2 separate regions of the Anser cygnoides genome follow, and region 1 is linked to region 2. The links are chromatin contacts, called in public Hi-C maps. All regions are on one chromosome and are shown on one strand. Each heading gives the region's core, a stretch centred on a gene start, on an enhancer-like site or on the middle of the called end of the contact. The rest is flanking DNA. Distances are from core to core; before and after follow the strand shown.

Region 1 (3,219 bases), core at 39-2,538, 170 kb before region 2:
AGGTCATAGTGCTGAAAAATCAAACTAATATCTGCTCTGCAGGAACGATGGCTCGGGACCATGGTCTGCACAGAGCAGTATCAGTGTGTTTGCCATGACTCTTGCCCTCCTGTTGCTCCTCCATCTGGGGTGAAAGGCTTGGTGAAATGTTGAGGGGCCATTACCGGCCTTTGGTTCCTCACCCAGCATTTGCCAAGAATGGCAAAAAAAAAAAAAGAGAGAAAAAAAAAAAGAAAAAAACAGAAACAGAACATTCAGCTGATGCTTCAGAAACATTTCCTGGATTGTATTGACATTTCTATGGAGCTTTTCATAGACAGCATCTCAGAGGATCTTAACAGCACCACAAGCAACGTGCCTTTAGCAGACCCCGTGGCTCCCCTCTGCTCAGAGACGCAGGCTTGCAAAGCCTCCTGCCTTCCTTGGGAATGACACGGGACTCTCTGAGGGAAGGCTTAGACCCACAGTTGCAGCTAAATGTAATAAATAGAACGTGCTTTTAGTGTGTTATCTTACACACGTGTGACTAGGTACATCACGAGTGGATAAACTACAAAACCTTCCAAGAGAACAGTTTGAGAAGATGCTTAGGTTAAGCACAATGCTTATCAGAGGGCCTCGCAGAGCAGCTGGGGAAGTCACCAGGGAGACAGTATCTCAGAAGAACAGCAGCACAGTTACTCGTTTGGAAATTTAGAAAATATCCTAACCCACAGCCCTGCGGTACTTTTCCTTGCCATAAATAATTTCCAGATAATTTGCTTTTCAAAAACAGAGCAGGCCGTTACGCTGTTTAGTTACTTTTCTGGTCATGAAGTGGCTCAAAGCCTTTGTAAGCAAGAGAGCGATTCCTCAGGTCCTGCTTTACAGCGTTTCACGCGATTTGCGTTTATTCACGTTTCAGTGCGGGTGAGGCTTCCCCTTTCAGCACCGCACAAACAAGGAACCCCACGCTAGGAAGGGGCAGTCGCGGGCTGAGGCCGAGCTGCCCACAGCCCTTCACACCTGCAGCTCTCCCTCCTCCCCACCCACGCGTGCTTTTAAGCTCCCCCGTGTTTATTTTTGACGGCTTCGAGGCCGGGGAGCGGCGCTGAGGAGCCGGGGCAGCCCCCACACCCCCGCAGCCCCTCACAGCGGCGGGCGCCCCCAGCCACCACCGACCGACCGCGTGACGTCACTCCCCGTGACTCCACCCACCCTCCACTGGGGGCGTGGCTTACGCATGCCCCGCCCCTCGCCCTCGTGGCGCCGGGCGGGGCGTAGCGCGCCTGCGCAGTGCGGGCGGCGCCGGGCTGCAGTCGGGGCGCCGGGCGCGGAGCGGGGCGGCCGTGGAGCGGAGCCGGGCAGGGCAGGGCAGGGCCGGGCCGGGCATGGGGCGGCAGCCGCCGGCCGGGGCAGCCGGCCGGGCCAGCAGCGGATCGCGCCGCCCGCCGCACTAAGCCGAGCCTCAGCCCAGCGGCCGCCTGCGGGGACCGCCTCCTCTTCCTCCTCCTTCTCGCCCCCGGTGCCCGCCCGCGTCCCCCCGGCGGCAGCATGAGCGCGGCGCCCTGAGCTGCGGGGCCGGCGGAGAGGGGCTCGTCCCTACCCCTACCCCCCCCCCCCCCAGCCCCTCAGCGGAGCGGGACCCGCCGCCACTTCCCTGGCTCCTCCCATGGCATGAGCCCGCGCTCTCCTTCCCCCCCCCCTCCCGCCGCCTGCTTTCGCTCCGTCTCCCTCCCCGGGCCGGCAGATGGGATAACGTGCCTCGCTGCCACCCCCCCGTGCCGGACCGGAGCGGGGGGCCCGGCCCCAGGTCAGCCGTGACCGCCGGTTCGGTTCCGCCCGGAGGCGAAGATGAACCCGCGGCGGGGCCGGCGGCCCCCGACCGGCGGCTCCTCGGTGCTGCTGCTGCTGCTGTGGCACTGCTGGCTCTGGCCGGCCGGAGCCGACAACGCCAGCCAGGCGTACTACACCGCCCTCATCAACGTGACGGTGCTGAGCCCCGAGCGGGGCGGCCCCACGCTGCTCAGGATCGACCGCGGCCGCTACGGGCAGGATTCCCCCAAGGTGGAGGTCAAGGGCCTGCTGGTGGCTCCCGTGCCCATCAACGGAGGTAACGGCCTGCGGGGGGGGGGGGGAGGAGCTGGCGGGGGGTCCCTGCCTCTGCTGGGGGTCCCCGCTGCTCCTGTCAGGGGTCCCCGATGCTGCTGGGGGTCCCCACTGCACTTGCCAGGGGTCTCTGATGCTGTTGGGGATCCCCATTGCACTTGCCAGGGGTCCCCGATGCTGCTCAGGGTCCCAACTGCACTTGCCAGGGGTCTCTGATGCTGTTGGGGGTCCCCGATGCTGCCTGGGGGTCCCCACTACTGCTGCCAGGGGTCCCCGATGCTGCCGGGGGTCCCCGCTCCTTGCCACTCCATCCGCTCCCATTTCTGCCCACCTCGGCCTCTTCTCGCTCGTCGGCGAGGCGGTTGGCCTTTGTCTGAGCTTTGCAGACTTTCCTAGAGAGCTCTGGGAAAAGAGCAGGGAGAAGTTGCCCACGGGGAAAAAAGGAAAAAAAAAAATCCATGATCTGGCTTCAATGACAGCTCGGCGAAGCATAATGGGTTTAGTCCAAGTAGGCTGGTCGTGTGGAGGGATGTAGGCTTTATTTCTAAGCTACAAAGAGTCGGTAGAGATGGCTAGCAGCATGGTTACAGCATTGCTGTGAATGTCAGAGCAGCTGCACGGTGCTCACTGCGATGGATATGCATCTGGAAGGCCTTAAGCTTTTGCAGCTGCACGGAGTCATGATTATTGAGTGAACGTTTCGCAAAAATGCTTTTTAAGCTGTCCATCAAGACTCTGAATGACTGGAGCCATCGGGCTGTTACTCTCATGTCCAGGCCAAAATGTGCTCAACTTTGTAGTGCTGAACGCTGCGTCGTGCTTCCCAGGTTTATTTTTATTAAGTGAGGCTGTTGTCCATTCGTTCTTTTCTGAGAAATGTTAGGTTTTATAGAGAATGCTAACTTAAACGGGTGAGAGTATTATCTTGGTTTTTGTTTGAAATGAGGCATTCAGTCACAATGATGTGATTTTAATAGTATCTTATTTTAAAAACCTTTCATGACACTATCTCAACTGCCATCTTTTAAGAAATGGACTGCTTGATGGATCACAGTGGTCCCAACCTGTCTTCTGGGCAGTAAAGCTCTGAATAATGCATTCAATAATATAATCAATTAAAACTAGGCTGCA
Region 2 (2,944 bases), core at 434-2,933:
AGCAGAGAATCGTGTCCTCCCCTTCCTCTACTCCGATCAAACACACAGACCGTCTTAAAAATTGGGTTTAACGTATACGTTAACTTGAAACCACATCTGGTTAATCCAGCATCCCCTTTTAAAGGCACCCACAACAGTACCGTATCATTGTCACGAAGGCCACCATTTAGAAATACCTGTTTTGGAGAAAGACAGGTATTATGACAGGCACCCTTTAAGAGGTTATCCTACTAACCTACGTTACTGACACATTAGCGCACAGCGGTACGTCTGAAGGGTTCAGAGTAAGTTAAGCAACAGCTATCTTGATATACAAACGTGGCTGTATGAATAAGTCCTGACAACCAGAAATGCTAGAGAGGCCAGAGAAACATTCAGATTTTGAGCTAAGCCAGTTTTTACTGGGTGGAGTGGGATTCCCATAGTGTTCACACCCACTGCAGCGAGCAGCAAATAAGCGGCTGCCTTCCTACTTCAAGTGGAGCTCTTTCCAAGATGCAGCAAAACTCTTATTTTTTAGTATCTCCTTGGTAATAAGCGCACCCGTATCAAGTACCCTTAACAAGTGACCCGATTAAACCCTGACGGATTACATGAAGGCACAAGCCAACAAAAACACCCCCCAAAGCCTCCGCAGCACCGACGATCCCCTGACAGATTCTGCAGGGACATTTTGGGTGAAACTCCCCGCAGTACAGCTCCCCAGGCTGCGCGGTTCCCTGAAGGAGCACAGCCACCGTCCGTAGGAACCGGTGAGCGACCCCTTAACCCCCTCCGCCCCCGGCAGCAGCTTTCAGCACCCTTCCAGCAGCCAGGGGAAGGGAATCAAGAGGGGCCGCAGCCACCAGGAGCTCCCGGAGGGGGGCTCGCTGCCAGCCGGTCCCCCCCCTCCCGGTCCCTCCCGGTCCCCCCCCCCCCCGGTCCCCCCAGCCCCCTTACCGCGATCAGCGTGCTGCTGCGGCCGTGCTGCTCGCCGCTCGCCGCCTCGGCGTCCAGCCCGTTGGCCCCGCTCCTGTCGGCGCTGCCCCCCGCGGCGGTCGGCGGCGGCGGCGGGGGGGGAGCGGGCGGCGGCGGGGCCGGGGGCGGCTGCCGGTGCTTGCCGGCCCGCTTGGCCTTGGCCTGCAGGCAGCGCTGGTGCAGGGCGAAGGTCTGCTGGCGCTCCAGCTCCAGGCGCTCCGGGGACACGGCCTGGTAGCGGGACTCGCAGGCGCTGTGGTGCCGCCGGCAGAGCTCGATGCGGCGCCGGAGCCGCTCCATCACCGCGCTGTGCCGCGGCACCACGAACTCCGCCATGGGGCAGGGCGGCAGCACCATGGGCCGGGAAGGGGAGGAGAGCGGCCGCCGGTCAGCGGCTCCGCGAAACGGCCCTCGCCATAGCGGGGCTGCCCCTCGCCGCCCTTCCTCCCCCTCCTCCCCTTCCTCCTCCTCCTCCTCTCTCCTCCTCCCCCCTCCCCCCCCTCCTCGGCCCGGCGCCCCTACGGCTCCCCCCGCCCCACTTCCTCCTTCTGCCCCGCGGCCGGCGCCGCTCCGCTCAGCTCCCCTCTCCCTCAAGCCCTGCGCCCCGCTGTGCCCCCGGCCGGAGCCCGCTCGGCTCCCTCCCGCCCCGGCGCGGCTCGGCTCAGGCGCTGCCCGGCGGGCGCCGCTCTCAGGCGCGGGCGGGCGCCGAGCCCCGAGCCCCCATTGTTAGCCGCGCCGCCGCCATCTTGAAATTGTTTTTCCCCTCCAGAGCCGAGCGGAGGAGCAGGAGGCGGGGCTTCCTGGGTGGCGGGTGACGTCACGCCGCGCGGCGCGGCGAGGGGGTGACGGACGGCGCTGCCGCCCAATGGGAAAGGGGGGGAGAGGGGAGGAAAGGGGCGGGGCGAGAGCGGCCGGCAGGAGGCGGCCTGCGGAGGGTTTAAAAGGCAGGGGCGGGGAGGAGCTGGATAAAGGGGCGGGGCCTGCGGGTGATTGGCAGCTGGGCCAGGCTCTGATGTGCCCGCCCCGCGGGGCCGGGGAGCGGCTCCTGGAGGGGCCCCTGAGGTGAGGGCTCGGGGCGAGCTCCCCGGCCCCTGGGTCGAGCAGGGGAATTAATTAGACAACAGAAGGCAAACTCGAGTTAATTTATTTATTTACATCCTCTTCGTGCGTAAGCGCGCAGCGCAGCCACAAGTAGCGGGGAAAGGCTCAGTGAGGCCACGAATAAATAACGCTGGGAAAGGTGCAGCCCTGACAGAAGGCGCAGGGCCTGGGGGGATGAAAGGCTGAGAGCAGGGTGCAAGGGAGAGCCCGGCCCCCGGGCACTGCTCTTATGGGACAGGCAGAGGAAGAGGCCGAGGATCAGCTCTGGCAGCCCTCAGCACTTCCCCCCATCCCTACCTGCTACCAGAAGTCAGCCTTGGATCAGACAACCTCGGTACATTTTAATAGTCCCCGATGAATTATCGTGAATTAATTACAGTTTCCATGCAGTTAACACTTCTACAGCAGGTTACCTGCAGCCTGATCAACTGCTTTCTGAGCACCACTGCTAGGAGAAAAAAGACAAACTCCAGCCTTTTCTACTCTCCTACCCTGCTACAAGCACTCCCCCACCCTTATTTACCTGAAGCACCTCACCCTCCCTCACCGCCCTCCCTTGAGTCAGCATCCCTCACCGAGGCTGCTCTCAAACACCCAGCCCCAGCATACCTTCACATACTTTGCACCGATTTCAAACCTAATTCACAGATCACCACCAGGCAGAGCTACACTACTTAGAGAACACAGCTGTACTTGCATTTTTTCCCCAGTCAGGCTAAGCAGACAGCAATTTTTTTTTCCTTCAAAGTTTTAAAAGCAATTCTGAAGTTAAACTGAGCCACCCAAGTCAGAAGGCAAGATAAGAAGTAACTTTTGAGTTGTCTATCCGTTTTGGAAAGTCATAATTTATTGTAGTGATTATTTAAGCATACACTATGGTATCAAA

What was found. Hi-C and Micro-C count contacts between places; a contact is called where the count stands out from the background.
Region 1: a contact with region 2 is called in a Hi-C map of liver, with 2.3 times the contacts expected there. The contact joins the promoter of RNF130 here to the promoter of MAML1 in region 2. A contact is called at or near these places in 3 of 7 Hi-C or Micro-C datasets (granulosa cells and liver).

Annotation. Positions count from the first base shown.
Region 1 is chr14:5,860,630-5,863,848 of Taihu_goose_T2T_genome, reverse strand. It overlaps RNF130 (ring finger protein 130), which reads left to right and starts at 1,288. Exons shown (of 9, transcript XM_048057193.2): 1 at 1,288-2,092. The coding sequence starts at 1,834.
Region 2 is chr14:5,693,010-5,695,953 of Taihu_goose_T2T_genome, reverse strand. It overlaps MAML1 (mastermind like transcriptional coactivator 1), which reads right to left and starts at 1,683. Exons shown (of 5, transcript XM_048057310.2): 1 at 940-1,683. The coding sequence starts at 1,314.